Regions from separate parts of the Rattus norvegicus genome. Here region 1 is linked to region 2. Evidence: chromatin contacts called from public Hi-C data. All regions are on one chromosome and are shown on one strand. Each heading gives the region's core, a stretch centred on a gene start, on an enhancer-like site or on the middle of the called end of the contact. The rest is flanking DNA. Distances are from core to core; before and after follow the strand shown.

Region 1 (2,962 bases), core at 161-2,660, 160 kb after region 2:
GCCTCTTCCTTCATTCAAAGGTCAATTAGAGACAACATCCCACAGTGGTGATTGGGGAAACAGACAATGTTCCTTCCATCTGCAAAGAACATCTTCTACTTCACAGAGATCTTGAAACAGCACGCAAACTAAACCCATGCTCAGGATATTGTGTATCTAACACACTCTAAAAATAGGCCATCTTCATGCTTTCCTTACTGCCCCACCCTAAGCACAATGGAAGCGTCTCACTGGATGATCCCTTTTTCTAGGTGAAGAATCATTTTGTCCTGCGCTACAGTATACAGTGTGCCGAAGGACCTGGATTATTAGTGGGGGGAAAAAGCCTTTACCCAAATATGCTCACTGGGAGAAGGTAGGGTAGCAGACAGACAAGTCCCCTAACTGAAAGAGAGCCCTTTCTTCTCTCTCCAGAAGACTTCTCACCAGCCTACCTTGCTATTAGGAGATCTCAAGTGAAGGGCAATCTCTCCAGAAAATCTTTGACATCAATCTGCAAATATAGGACAAGAACATTTTCATAGCCAGGAAATCTCACGAGAGCGTTTTTTACAGGAACTATTGGCCCACTGGGAAATGGCAGGATTTCTTGGATTCCATTTTTGAGTATGAGCCAGAAGCAGATCTGAACCTAGCCCTTGGTGACTAGAGATAAGGCTTTCTTACTTCTCTTCTCTGAGAAGATTTCTATCAAAAAGCTCTGTCGCCTCGCTTACACTTAAGCTTCCAACTCTGGGGTCTGAGGGATGGCTCGGCAGTTAAAGGCTCTTGCGTCCCTCAGGAGGAGCCCATTCCCAGTTCCCAGTTCCCAGCAGCCATGTTTGACAGCTCCCAACCGTCTGTAACTCCAGCTTCAAGGAATCTGATGCCTCTGGCCTCCTTGGGCACCTGTACTTGTGCGTACATGCCCACATGCAGACACGCACATAAAGATAATAAAAGTAAATGTTAAAAGCTTCTCAGCCAGTCCAGTGATGTGGTTATTATTCTGCTCCATGAAAACCACCCTTGAAAATGGTACCAGGTTCTACCTGCAGAGGGTCGTCTCTAGTTGGTAAAACTTGATTCAACACGGAGTGTGTCCTTACCTCTTCTGCCTCACCTCTGGTCCTACCCCAGTAGCATCCTAGGTTCTAATCCTCAGACACTCAATGGCCCTCATCAAAGCTTTGGAGAAGCAGTTCCCACTTCCTGCCACAGTCTGGCGGGTCTCCAGCCTGTCCGACAAGTTCATTCTTATGCATCCTTCAAAATTCAGCTCAGTCACTGCTGCGAACTGCCTCTCACTGGTCCCCTGACTCCAATCAAGAGGTCATCCCCCCTCTGTGCTCTATAAATAGCCTGTGCTCTCCCCTCCCATAGTACTGGGTCACACATCAGTGGGTCCAGTACAATGATCAGGCTGTGAGTTCTCTGAAGTCAACAACAGTATCTATTATTTCAGGATATCCCAAATACTGTACATAGAACACAGGGCATCTAACTGCTGCTACAAAGGGGGATTATGGAATGAACTCAATTGAGCAAATGCCTGAAAGCCACAAATTGCTGTGGGAAAGCTAGGCACAGGCAAAGCAGACACCATGCCATGAAGCAAGAACCAACAAAGAATGTGGCTGTATGGTTTTGCCTTCTCGTGGTGCCTCACTCCTCAGTAGCTTCCTGAACAAAACCGCAGAGCAATGGTCCTCATGATGCAGCCTGGATCATGCCATGGTCGAGTTTACCTTCTTTCAGTCCAGAGAGCAATGTGCTCATGCTTGCATAGTGGCTGCACAACTGAAGCACCCAGCCAGCTTGTTTACTGAGCAGGAAAATCCACTAAAGCTTGAAGACTGCGACTGAAGAGAAAGATCTTAGCTGGATTTAGGTTCCAAACCCGCTACGTGCCGGGTACTGAATTAGATACCCACAGTACGTTTCACATTTCCGAATCAGCATGCCGTATACACATAAATGGGTGCATAGACGAATGCATGCTCGTGTAACTTAAATAGGCATCTCATAAAATCTTATTTATCACGATACACCAAGAACACAAACTTCTCTGATGCTCTAGTGTGTTTCTTCAGCTGTTGATGTTTGGTTTGAAAAGCAGCTTTCTAGAACGTGAAGGAGAGAGGAACCGAGGAGCCGAAAGGGATGCCCAGCCCACCCAAAGGGTTCATTGAGGTTAAGGGTAATGAAGTTAACGTAGGCCTAGTGGTCACAGCTTTGGGAACGACCCATAACCACACCCGTGTCATTCAGCCTTCAGGAGACTGGAGTCGGGTGGAGAAAAGGACTAAATTTAACAGGGCTTAGGGCTTTCAGATACCAGCGGTGGTGGTCAAAGCAAGTGCGTGAGGAGCTGTGATAATTATCAAAGCATGGAATCCAGTTCTGGCAGGGCCCCACGAGGAAATCCAGAGGCAAAGCAACAGGTGAAAAGTTGGTGATGTTAATGTTTGGGGTTCAGTGGTTTCGGGAAAGGAAAACACAGGACATCAGAAAGGATATGCGGCGGGAACACAGAGGAGGGGAACATATTCAAGAGACCGAGACCATAGTATGAGTATCCTTTTCGGTAAGCACAAGAGCAAGAACATGACTGGAAATGACCCTGGCAGGGAGTAACTGAGGTCAGATAAAGGGCTGGATGCAAAAAGAAGGGAAGTTAAGGGACCCAAGCACACCGCGTGGAAAGAATCATCTATCTGGATACTGAAATAACCAAAAAGTGTTTAGGGGGAAATTGACAGTGATCCAGGAGCTAAAAATAATAAAGGAACAGAAGTAGGGAACTTCCGGAAGGAGATGGTTCTCGCTGGGAAGGCGGTGCTGGTCTGATGGTGGAGGCTCCAGCACTCCAGTAATGGAAGAGGAACTGTGCCTGTGACGTGGTTATACCAGGTAGCTATAAAGGATGAGTAGCCCTCAGCGGGTCATTAAAGGTGGACCCCCTCCTCATGATCAGCTTTAA
Region 2 (2,943 bases), core at 388-2,887:
CATTGCAGGGTAATTCTAACTGTGCTTTCTATGCCTTCTAGGGAAGGGTGTTCATCTGTTCTTGTTACGATGGTGATATTTATATACTTTATTCTCTCTAAACTAATGGTCTCATGGTTTCCCTCACCACATTTCAGTAAGTTAGATTTCTCTTAGTCTTGATAAGAAAGTATGTGTTATTCAGACATTTTGTACCTGTAACAAATACCCAAGGTGGGGAAAAACAAAAGAGAAAGAAGATTTTGGGGAGAGAAGACATCAGGGGCAGAACAACTCACTGTGGTGGTCAGGAGGGAGATAAACAGAGAAAAGCAAAATAGGAGAAGAGGGGGAAAGGATAGAAGATGGAGAGAGAGAAAGAGAGGGGGAGAGAGGGAGGGTAAGAGAGAAAGAAGGGCATTATTGGTGGTTTTCTCCTTTTCCTTACGGTCCAGTTGGGCTTGTATCCTATGGGGTTCTGTGGCATATGGGACAGCTCTTCTGCTCTTAGTCCACACTGGAAACACCTCAAAAATGCACACCCATAATCATGCTTTACTAACCTTCCTGGTGCTTCTCAGTCTAACCAACTTGACAACCAAGATTAAGCCTTATAAGTCTACTCCTTTTCAACTGGACACCCAAGAACATCTCCTAAAACCCCCAATACTATACCCATGTCTTCATGCAAAATTCACTGAATTCATCTCCAAGGCGGTTCAAAAGTTCAAGTTTCAAATTCTCGTTGAGATTTCTGTTGGTATGATGAAACACCATGGCCAAAGCAACTTGGGGAGGAAAGGGTTTATTTCACTCACACATCCATAGAACAGTTCATCATCAAAAGCAGTGAGGGCAGGGACTCAAGCAGGGCAGGAACCTGGAGGCAGGAGCTGATGCAGAGGCCATGGAGGGTGTTGTTTTCTGGCTTGATCCCCGTGGCTTGCTCAGCTGCTTTCTTAGAGAACCATCCCAAGGGATGGCACCACCAATGGGGTGGGCTTTCCCCTTTCAATTTCTAGCTTAAAAAAATCCCCTACAGATTTTCCTATGGCTTCATCTTATGGGGGCATTTTCTCTACTTGGGTTCCCTTTTTTTCAGATGACTCTAGCTTGTGTCAAGCTGACATAAAACTAGCCACAGCGTGTCCACTGGAAACAAAGCAAACCCTCCACTGGATGTTCCTATACAATCAAAATGAAGTTAGGTTTTTCTTTTTTCAAATAGAGGATGGCACAGTCAAGCACCCCCAGAATTAGATAGGGCTTCCTGTTTCTATGGCCTTTCTTATTGCTCGACACAAGATCTCTCGGACTGGTTCTATTGGTTTCCTTGGCAGACTGTCTACTTTGCTGGCATTTCCTAACTCTTGGCCATCCCTCTGCATCTTCAGCTTCACTCAATTTCCTTTCAACATTCCCCTCCAGGGATTACAACACTGCTAACATTTCCTGTCTGCCAAGCTTCCCTTCAAAATCTGGGTGGATGCCTCTAGGAACAATTCTTGGATTCTACATGACTATATCAGAATCACATGAATGATGAAAAGTTCTGTGGCCAGCTTCAGAAGTAGCTGGTCCTCTTAGGCCCAGCTGCAGTAGTTTCTGGGTACTTGGGAAGGTAAATGGAGGCAAACAGTTCCCTAAACAGGCAGCATTGTGTCTTCGGGGAAACCAAGGGTTCCCTCTTCCCCAGCAGTCTTTCAAATGAGTTTATATCATTGAATCTGTGTGATGAGTAGGGCCCAAGGAACCCCAAAGATCATTTCAAGGCATCTGCTTATTGCCTGGTGCCAAGTCCCTGGCTTCATTCTAGTCAGGCTAATAGCTTTACTAGCCCCATATGACTTGGCACATGCTGCTTTTCTGGACAAACTGCCAGCTACATAGACCCTTCTTCTAAGCCCTTTACTTCCAGTTCTTGCTGTATGCCAGGTTAAAATCAGCCAGCAAGAATTCACTGATATATGGAATCTCAGGGTTTTGATTTGCATTTCCCTGATGACTAAGAATGTTGAACATTCCTTTAGGTGCTTCTCAGCCATTCGATATTCCTCAGCTGAGAATTCTCTGTTTAGTTCTGTGCCCCATTTTTAATAGGGTTATTTGGCTCTCTGGAGTCTAACTTCTTGAGTTCTTTGTAAATATTGGATATTAGCCCTCTATCAGATGTAGGGTTGGTAAAGATTTTTTCCCAACCCTTTGGTTGCCAGGAGGATGGGATAGGCAGTTTCCAGAGGGAAAACCAGGAAAGAGTTTGAAATGTAAATAAATAAAATAGCCAATAAGAAAATTAACCAACACAGGTAGCATTCTGAGATGCCTATAAATCTCCTTGAGCAAGTTAATTAGACAAACTTAGTGGTGATGATTAGTGTTAAGTTTCAATGTAAGGGATTATAGAATCACCTAAGAGATGGGCCTCTGGCCCTGCCTCTGGGCATTTATCTTTACTGCATTAATTAGGCAGAAATAAGTTTTAGTTGTGGGTGAAACCACTCCCTTGGCAGGGAATTCAGGAGCAATGGATCTGAACAGAAACCTGAACTCAGCATTTTTGTACCTGATCACAGATGCTCTGGGACCAGTTGCTTCCAGCTCCTGCTGCCTCAAATTCCCCATTCTGATATACCATGAACCATAATCCAGAATAAACTGTACTTTCTTAAGAGCTTCGTCAGAATAATTTATCACAGCAATAGGAAAAGAAACCAAGACATCATTTTACCACCACAAGCTTTCGTGGAATGGATGGAATATAGGTGAGTTCCCTGTCATAAAGTAACGTTGATCATTATGCAGTCTGGTGAGAAAGCAGGGTCCTTATCTCATCTGGAACTGTACGTCACACTCTTACTCTCTGCATGCCGCCAGAATGTGCATCTTCCCAGATTCTATCAGCATCAACCATTAAGTTCTGCATATGGTTTCCTAGAGCTTCTAAACTTTTCCAGTTTCCCCCTA

The links. A called contact is a pair of places that touch in the nucleus more often than the background predicts.
Region 1: a Hi-C map of hepatocytes shows a contact between it and region 2, with 2.8 times the contacts expected there. The contact joins two enhancer-like sites. A contact is called at or near these places in 9 of 12 Hi-C or Micro-C datasets (the A7r5 cell line, the Rat2 cell line, Schwann cells and 5 more).

Annotation. Positions count from the first base shown.
Region 1 is chr7:60,072,796-60,075,757 of GRCr8, forward strand. No RefSeq gene overlaps it. Among named protein-coding and RNA genes, the nearest start is that of Avpr1a, 75 kb to the left of the region's middle. Within about 2 kb of position 1,411, at least 11 of the 93 cell types and tissues checked have an H3K27ac peak or open chromatin away from gene starts, as enhancers often do.
Region 2 is chr7:59,915,599-59,918,541 of GRCr8, forward strand. No RefSeq gene overlaps it. Among named protein-coding and RNA genes, the nearest start is that of Avpr1a, 83 kb to the right of the region's middle. Within about 2 kb of position 1,638, at least 3 of the 93 cell types and tissues checked have an H3K27ac peak or open chromatin away from gene starts, as enhancers often do.